Regions from separate parts of the Sus scrofa genome. Here regions 1 and 3 are each linked to region 2. The links are chromatin contacts, called in public HiChIP or PLAC-seq and promoter capture Hi-C maps. All regions are on one chromosome and are shown on one strand. The core of a region is the stretch at or near the end of the contact, and the rest is flanking DNA. Distances in the headings are between cores, read along the strand shown. Region 1 holds the start of EMC9 (ER membrane protein complex subunit 9). Region 2 holds the start of MMP14 (matrix metallopeptidase 14 (membrane-inserted)). Region 3 holds the start of GMPR2 (GMP reductase 2).

What was found. Promoter capture Hi-C pulls out the DNA fragments that hold promoters and counts their contacts. HiChIP or PLAC-seq counts read pairs in DNA pulled down with a chosen protein or histone mark.
Region 1: an H3K27ac HiChIP or PLAC-seq map of alveolar macrophages shows a contact between it and region 2. The contact joins the promoter of EMC9 here to the promoter of MMP14 in region 2. A contact is called at or near these places in 1 of 47 Hi-C or Micro-C datasets (embryonic fibroblasts) and 1 of 2 datasets of contacts at active chromatin or transcription factors (alveolar macrophages).
Region 3: a promoter capture Hi-C map of fetal liver shows a contact between it and region 2, with 6 times the contacts expected there. The contact joins the promoter of GMPR2 here to the promoter of MMP14 in region 2. A contact is called at or near these places in 1 of 5 promoter capture datasets (fetal liver) and 1 of 2 datasets of contacts at active chromatin or transcription factors (alveolar macrophages).

The regions. Positions count from the first base shown.
Region 1 is chr7:75,157,790-75,160,489 of Sscrofa11.1, forward strand. It overlaps EMC9 (ER membrane protein complex subunit 9), which reads left to right and starts at 1,445. Exons shown (of 5, transcript XR_002345919.1): 1 at 1,445-1,553; 2 at 1,974-2,050. It overlaps PSME2 (proteasome activator subunit 2), which reads left to right. Exons shown (of 11, transcript NM_214279.1): 11 at 1-77. The coding sequence ends at 35.
Region 2 is chr7:76,184,440-76,187,279 of Sscrofa11.1, forward strand. It overlaps MMP14 (matrix metallopeptidase 14 (membrane-inserted)), which reads right to left and starts at 1,445. Exons shown (of 10, transcript NM_214239.2): 1 at 1,106-1,445. The coding sequence starts at 1,207.
Region 3 is chr7:75,068,779-75,071,478 of Sscrofa11.1, forward strand. GMPR2 (GMP reductase 2) reads right to left here and starts at 1,301. Exons shown (of 10, transcript XM_001928014.5): 1 at 891-1,301; 2 at 433-553; 3 at 167-286. The coding sequence starts at 519. NEDD8 reads left to right here and starts at 1,169. Exons shown (of 4, transcript XM_003128544.4): 1 at 1,169-1,492. The coding sequence starts at 1,475.

The sequences.
Region 1 (2,700 bases), core at 195-2,694, 1.0 Mb before region 2:
ACCCAAAGGGTGAAGAAAAGCCATCAATGTACTGAGCCCAGGGTTGTAAGGGAAATAAATGACCTGTACTTTGTGTGGATCACCTCTGGTGTGTGTCATTTATTCAGAAAGCAAAGTGGGAGTTCCCGTCATGGCTCAGTGGTTAACGAATCCAACTAAGAACCATGAGGTTGTGAGTTCAATCGCTGGCCTCGCTCAGTGGGTTAAGGATCCGGGGTTGCCTGTGAGCTGTGGTGTAGGTTGCAGACATGGCTCAGATCCCGCATTGCAGTGGCTCTGGTGTAGGCCGACGGCTACAATGCCAATTGGACCCCTAGCCTGGGAACCTCCATGTGCCGTGGGTGCGGTCCTAAAAGAACAAAAAGACGAATAAAAAAAGAAAGCAAAGTGTCACCTCTGTCCAGCTACTAAATGTGAATGCGATGATGGGAAAGGGAGGGGTGCCAGGAAGACAGAGATGAGTTAAGAGGTCCATCCTGTTCTTAAGAAGTTATCCTAAATAACAGTTACATGGCCTGACAGCCATGAAGATAATCTGTATTTGGGGATTTCACAAGATTTTTTCCATGTGGAAGGTCTCATGAGTTCTTCCTGAAAGAGGCGGCATTTGGGCAGAACCTTATAGGAATAATCAGACTTTGGACAGATAGAGGGAAAGCTCTGCGGCTGAGATCAGGGAATGAAGAAAGAAACCACCCTTGCCATCAGCTCAGAGCAAGCCTGAAGAGAGAATGAGGCTTCCCCGGGGAAAATTATGCTTGGGTTCCTTCTCAAGAGCTGGGAGGGGAAAAAAACGCTCCCAAAACATTTTGGCTTAAGGAAATTATACCACAGGACATTATCGGAAGGATGGGTCTATAAAAATCTTTTTGACCTTTACCCCCGCTTGCAGTCAAAGCCGTTTTTATTTCTGTAGATATTACACTGAGGAAACCAACGGCCCGATAACCTGTGATTGCAAAAGTAACATGGCTCATTAGTTAGTGGCAGAGCCGCCCTAGAGCACAAACCCATTCATTCTATAGTAGGAGTCAGGCGTCCCCTGTGTACTCACATTGGTTCGAAGTTCCACGGTTCCAAAGACACCCGACGCGGGACGCGGGCTCCACCCAGCTGGGCCTGTAGGGGCGGGCGGCAGAGATAACAGACGCAGTCATCCTGCAATCCGGAGCCGAAGTGGGGTAGCCTAGCCAATCAGCTTGAGGGAAGCTCTCTACCGTTGTGGGTTCTTTTTCAGCCGCCGGAGACAAAGGCGGGGCAAGATTGGATGCGGTTGGTGATTGGGCAAAACGAGACACTCTAAACCTATCAAAGATCATTACGTGGGCGGGACTCCAGAAGCTGGTCAGGCTTGGAGGCGCAGGTTCCGTGTCCCCGAGGCAAGCTCTTCTCTGTGGCCGCCACTTGGGGGCGGGGGGAGGCGGAGCTCGGTGCTGCAGCATGCAATCCAGGCCGCCCGCCTTCCGGGCCAGGTGGGGGCCGGTCGCCAGGCTGAGATCGGCGGGAGCCGGTGGGCTGTCTTTGAGCTGGGTCAGCGCCACTGTCGAACCTAAGTGAGGAGGCACGGGGAAGGGCCCAAGAGGGCCCTCGGGCGTTGGAGGGGGCTTCGCGGACGAGAGCTGGGGGCCCCGCTCGCCATGGGGGAGGTGGAGATCTCCGCCCGGGCCTACGTGAAGATGTGTCTGCACGCCGCCCGCTACCCGCATGCCGCTGTCAACGGGCTATTGCTGGCGCCCGCGCCGCGGTCGGGAGAATGCCTGTGCCTCACCGACTGTGTCCCCCTGTTCCACAGCCACCTGGCCTTGTCTGTCATGCTGGAGGTCGCCCTCAACCAGGTGCCGCCGCTGGACGCCCACCTACCACCCTAACCAGCCCCTAACAGCCCTAAGCCCATCCCTGGCCTCTTGGCAATAGTGCGCACCCACGGGGCGGGCGGTACGATTTAGTTACTGATGGTCCCTTTCCCATGGCAGGTGGATGTGTGGGGCGCGCAGGCCGGGCTGGTAGTGGCAGGGTACTACCATGCCAATGCAGCTTTGGACGACCAGAGGTGAGTGCCAGAGGCAGAAGGCTAAGGGTTATGGGGTGGGGGAGTCAAGAGAACCCTTCTTAGTCATTCTCTCCATTTTTCCTTCATCAAAAGCTTAGGAGTAGGCACTGTACATCAGGCACTAGGCTGGTACTGCAGTGAGGAAATGTAAGGAAACATGTTTCCCTGGGGGTGGGGAGGACAACTACGTTTCAGTAAGAACAGGCTGACACCTGCTTTAACTGAGATGCACCCCCCCCACAAGTGCTGAAAAAACACAAAGGAAACCCAAGCAGCAACTTTTTAAAAAAGAAAGTTTTTTTATATATACAGTTGATCATTGAACAAGATGGGTTTGAGCTGCCTGCGGACCTTAATAGGTGAAACAGTTGGTTGAATACCCATGCAGAATCTGTAATGGAGGGACCACTATAAAGTTACCTGCAGATTTTCAACTGCAGGAGGGTCTCTGCTCCTAACCCCTTCGTTGTTCACCAGTCAGCTGTATGTAGAAAAAGTTATCTACTTACATAGTACTCATGTATCTGGATCAACTGATACTGTTTTGTAATTTGCTTTTTCCTCCTTAATAAATATCTGACACCTTTCCATCATTACACTATTATCTACCTTACCGTAACAGCTATACAGCATCAGTATGGATGTACCAT
Region 2 (2,840 bases), core at 195-2,694:
CGGCCCCTCCCGACCGCACCCAGGCCCTGGCCGTGCTGAGTGGGTTGGGATGGCCCAAAATAAGAAGCTGATCAAATCTGTCTCCCACCTTCACCCCAAAATAAAAGAGAGAGAGAGGAAAAAACTTCCTCAGACAACTCCCACGCGGCTTCCTCCCGGGCCCGGTGGGCCAGCGTCGGGGAATGGGTGGGGGGCAACCCAGTCTGTGAGACGTGTGCGGGCACCTAGGGCCAGAGCCTGGCCCTGCTCCCCGGTACGACACCCCCAGTCTCCCTGCAACTGACACAGAAAAGCAATTAACAAAAAGAGCCTAAAGGCGCCGATGGCGGAGCAGGGAGAGGAGGCGGCGGCCAGGCCAAGCCCCCGGCTCACAAGGAGAGCTTTGTGTGTCCAGAAACTCGGGCCAGGGCGCCAGTGCCGCGACCCTCGACGCCAGGGCTCCGGGCCGGGGCACAGAGGGCTCTCTCGTGGAGGTGGGGGTGGCAGGGGGGCCAGGGCCGCTCCGCTGTCCACCCCCCGACCACACCTGGCTGCCGAGGCGTCGGGGGAGGGCCGGGACCGCCCCGGAGGCAGGAGGCGGCAGCGGCGGCCGCAGCGTGGGGGGCCGGGGGCAGCACGGCGCGGTCTCCGAGTCCCCCCGGCTGCCCGAGCGCCGCCGGCGAGCGCGGGCGGGAGAGCGCTGGAGAGCTGGAAAGTTGGAGAAACAACAAACTCTCGCACATGACAAGAAACCGGGACAGCGCGGGGTCTGAGCCGAGTCCAAATATTTATCAGGCTCCTGACCGGTTCCAGGGCTGAGCTCAGAGCCCAGGGGAACTGGGGAGGGGTGGGGAGTGGGCCCCCGCTGGAAAGTTCTTCCAGGGAAAGGAATGGGGAAAAAAAGTCAGCGGCTGGGGTGGGGGGGCAAAAGTTGGATCGGTGAGAGGAGGCAAAAGTTGGATCGACTTGGAAGTTTGGAGAGGGGGAGGGAAAGGAAAGGAAGGGGGATCCTGCAGGCCGAGACCCCGAGAGCCCTCCTCTCCGACCGGGGGCTGTTCCCCCGAAGACCCCCGGGCTCGCCTCCCCGCGGGCGCAACTCCGGGCAGGGCCCGAGGAGCTCACTTACTTCGGGGCTGAAGCTTTGGGCAGAGCTGAGGGAGGCGAGCGCGGAGGCGAGCGTGAGCAGGGGGAGCAGCAGACTGCGGACGGGTCGCGGGGCGGGAGACATGGTCCGCGACCGTCCAGGCAGTCGGGCCGTGCGGGCTCCGCGGCAGGGCCCAAGCCCCGGGGTCGCGCCGCCGCTCCCTCGGGCAGCCTTTGTCTTCGGTAGGCACTGAATTTGGGTTCCTAGGGCGCTGTCCTCTTGGAGATGAGGGGCTTGTTCTTGAAAGCGCCTGTTTGCTCGTCCCCTCTTTTCCGTTTTTTGATCTTTCTTCTGCTTAGTGGGCGAACTGGATCGTGAGCCCTCTCTCTTGCTCTCTCCACTGGTCCCTCCCTTCTCCCACAGCCTCCCTCCGCCCCCGCCCCTATGCCCTCCTTTCCCGGTGCGGACGTGGTTGTTTCAGCCTGAATCCAATTACAGCCAAGAGCCGGGTAAAAAAACCCCTAAGTTGCCTTTCTGTGGTGGAGGCTGCCATCTGCAGGGGTTGAGGCCACAGTCGAGAGCGGGGGACTGTGGAGGGACTCAGGGGACGGGATGTGGGAGACTTTCTCTCTCTAAGCATATTTTGGGTGGCTTGATTCCTCTGGTATTCAGCATTTGTCTCACCTCCGTGGGAAGTACTGAGAGGCTCAGTGGCTGGGGCAAACAAGAAGCTCAGAGTCCGTGATGGTGGCGGGGGGCGGTCTTGCTCGTCCAGGAGACCTGATTTGAGGGGTTGTCTCCTGGGACCTGTGGCTCAACCGTATTTTTGTCCCTTATTCTTGACAAGCACCTGTGTCCCTCCCCTGACCAACCCCCTCCCCCCTAAAAGCAACAATAGCAAGACCTAACTACCCACTGAGAGATCCCACCACCACACTGGATCTGGGGATCCTGTCCTTGTAGAAAGACAAATGCACTTCTTTATTATTGTCATTTGTAATCTGCTGTTCCTTAAATTAGGACTGGCCAGGGAAGAAAGGAGTGCAAGACTATGGAATCTAGGGAAAGGCAAACGGAGTCTGGTGAAATTGCTAGAAAAAGGGAGAATGGGAGTCAGGACTAAGGAGTTCAGTTCCCCCGCTACCCCGGAAAAGGAGGTAATCCCTTAAAAAGTATAATCTCCAGAGGCTGAGGAGACTCTGAGAACAAAAGGTGGAGGTTTGCAGGGAAGGGGGAGGGCAGGCTAGAGCTGATGGTGGGAAAGGGAGACAGATAAGAGGCTGAGGGCTAGATCTGGAAAAGCAAAACGAAAGAGGCAGGAAAAGTGTGGGAGAGCGAAAACTCGACCATCAGCGAAATCTAAGATCTAAGAATTGCATTGGTCAGCGAGAGAGGAAGGAGGTAGTGGGGGGAAAGACAGCAAAAGAAGGAATAATGGAGGTTGGGCGAAATTAAGTCAGGTAGGAAGTTTCAGAAACCCCAGAGACCCAGGAACTATCACATTTGTGGCAGGAGAATGAAAGAAAAGTCTAGTGCTCTGTATTGTATTGGAGCAAAGGTCCTATTTCCCCCAGACTCCATGGGAGGAGCCACGATCAATACAAGGAAAGGTTTCCCTGGGACCTGTGCAGCTAACAGGTTTGCAAGAAGTATACGGTGGCTATGAGGTGCCCTAGTCCACAGTGACTATTTGGTGGCTAAGCACCTCAGGGCTCCCCTATACAAATGGGGGTCAGGAAGTGCAGGCCTCTCTCCAACCGGCCTCTGGAATTCAGTC
Region 3 (2,700 bases), core at 51-2,550, 1.1 Mb before region 2:
TTTGAATCCAGATAAAGGGGTCTTAGTACTGCTTTAAAACAGTAAATTGAGCATCCTCACTGTTAATTGCTAGAGTTGACCTGAGATAGGGGTGGAGATGCAGATACCTCTGCAGTCAGCCCCCAAACCTGGACACTATGAGGAAGGGGCACAAGGGAAGTCCTACCTTACAAAGAACCTTGGCCATCTCAAAGGTACCCACAGTATCCATATTGGCAGCGATAATGGGGATCCCAGTGTACATCTGCTTTGAGTTCCGAAATGAAAAGGATCTTGTGAGATCCACCTGCAGATAGGAACAGGACACTGAGCATTTATTGATCCAAAAGACAAGTATTGCAGGAGGGCAAGAGCCAGGAATCTGTCTCAGTCCTGGCCCACCAGGAGCAATTAGGTGGGCTCAAGAAGAAGCAACAAAGGAAGCAGGCTCACCTCACTTCGAGACTTAAGGGTACTGCGTTTGGGTCTCAGCAGGACATCCTTGAAGTCCAGTTTGACGTCGTTGTCGATGTGAGGCATGGCAGGGACTTCGGGGTAGTGACGAATTTGAGACCTGGAGGGTAGGAAAAGTAAGGAAGTGGTAGCTGAACCAATCTCCTCTTAGGCCTTAATGGCAGGGCTTCTTGCTTAGATGTGGAAGATCAGAGCACTGGCCGAGGCACGGTCCGTGAAGACAGTCACCTCAGACCTGTCCCGTGGTTTCAATTATTATTGGTGTTTCCATCCCACGTACTATTTCCTGGAGGAGAAGAACTGGAGCGGAGTCGTGAGTGACCCTAGAAAGGTCACTCTTCTTTTTCCTGCCCTTGCAAAGAGAAATTTGGGGTAAGAAGCCGACCAGGAGGGAACAGTGGGGTCCCATAACCAGCTTCCGGAGTAGGGGTACTCACTTCCTCTCGTCGAGGCCCAGGTGGCAGTTGACCGAAGGTCCTCTTGCTTAGCAACTAGCCTCGCGCAGCTCCGCTGACCTTCGTGGGCCACACTAACAGGTTCCGCTAATAGCCAGAGAGAACAATTAACCAAGGAATTCCAGCTTCGGTGGAGGACCTGAGAAGACTTCTGGGTAACAGAGTTCACACGCTGAGAATGCCGTTGGATTCAAGGGACAGGAGACTACAACTCCCAGGGTGGGACGCGCGGGCCTGCTCCTTGGCATGATGGGAGAAGTAATTCGTCCCGCCCCCACTGTCCACTAGCCCTGGCTCGCTAGGGACTCTCAGGATCGGAGTGGCGTCATCTCTGCTGTAACTAAACGGACTGCCTTCTTTTTTTATGCCCCCAAAAAGAAACGCGAGAGCACTTCTGAGCCTTTCCAGAACCCCGTGGAAAGGAGGGGGTGGAGCGGGTGGGTGGAGCCAGACAGTGACCCGGAAGCAGAAGTGACTTCTACAGGCGGAGTGCTGGGGAGCGGTAGCGGCGACCGCAGCGGCAGAAGCAGCAATTTACCTGTGTGCAGCTCTAAACTGGGAGGAAGATGCTAATTAAAGTGAAGGTGGGAGCACTGCTACCCTTGCCAAGACTCAGTGGTACTGGGCTGGCCGCAGTGCCTTAAGGGAGAAGCCGGGAAGGAAAACCATGCCTTTCCCGAGCCTGGAGGGGGCTGACAGCCTCGGGACTCCGCGCGAGGGGTGATGGGATGGGGGGGGGGGGGGCAAGAGGGCTTTGAGAGCTAGGGGTTGGCCCAGCCAGCGGACCCTGGGGTCTCGGCAGTGGTTGCTTTCACTCCAGGTGTGTGCCTTGACGCAGAAAGAGGCCGCCTTTGTTTGGGCTCTCTCTGTATTCGAACCGCCGCAGTCATAGAGAAGGCCTAGCAGCATTTTGGTCTCCTTCTCTCTCGTATTCTTGGAATAAGCTCTGTTCTCCATCCTTCATACCCAGATAACCTGCTTCTCCCAGCCCCTAACGTAGGTTCCTCTGAGCACAGCACCAAAAGGTTAGCCTAGGGAACTGGGAGCCTCCCAGGAACTAGACTGTAAGCCTTTGCTAGTTGTCGCCAAGGTGTAGTGCCTCAGCCGGCCGTCAGGAAACAAAGCTGGGAGCGTGTTCAGTCAGCACCTGTCTTTCTGACCCAGCATCCTGGACCAGTCTCACTTCCTTGACTGAGGCAGGTTAGTTATCAGTGCCCTAGTTCTTGTTAGTTTCAAGTGTTTCCTTCATCTCTATCCCGCCTCCTGTGATTCCTCACCAACCCTCATTAATCTTATCTACTATTTCCTCCTGTGTACCCTCAGACAGAGAGGCAAAAACGAACAATTGATGCAGTGCAACGTTATTTAGGTTTTATTACAGCTAAGTAAGTCTATCGTTATTTTGTGAGCTCCTTAGTGTATTTACCATGCATAATAACCATTAACCTCTTTAGTCCTTCTGATCCACCTCCACCTCTTAGCTAAGGATTGAGGCCAGGAGGCATGTTAAAGGCTATTATTTTTTATTATTATTACTCAAATGAATTTATCACGTTTGTAGTTGTATAATGATCATAACAATCTGATTTCACAGGATTTCCATCCCACAGCCCAAGCACATCCCCCCACCCCCCAAACTGTCTCCTCCAGAAACCATAAGTTTTTCAATGCCTGTGAGTCAGCATCTGTTCTGCAAAGAAGTTCAGTCTGTCCTTTTTTCAGATTCCACATGTCAGTGAAATCATTTGATGTTGGTGTCTCATTGTATGGCATGATAATTTCTAGGTCCATC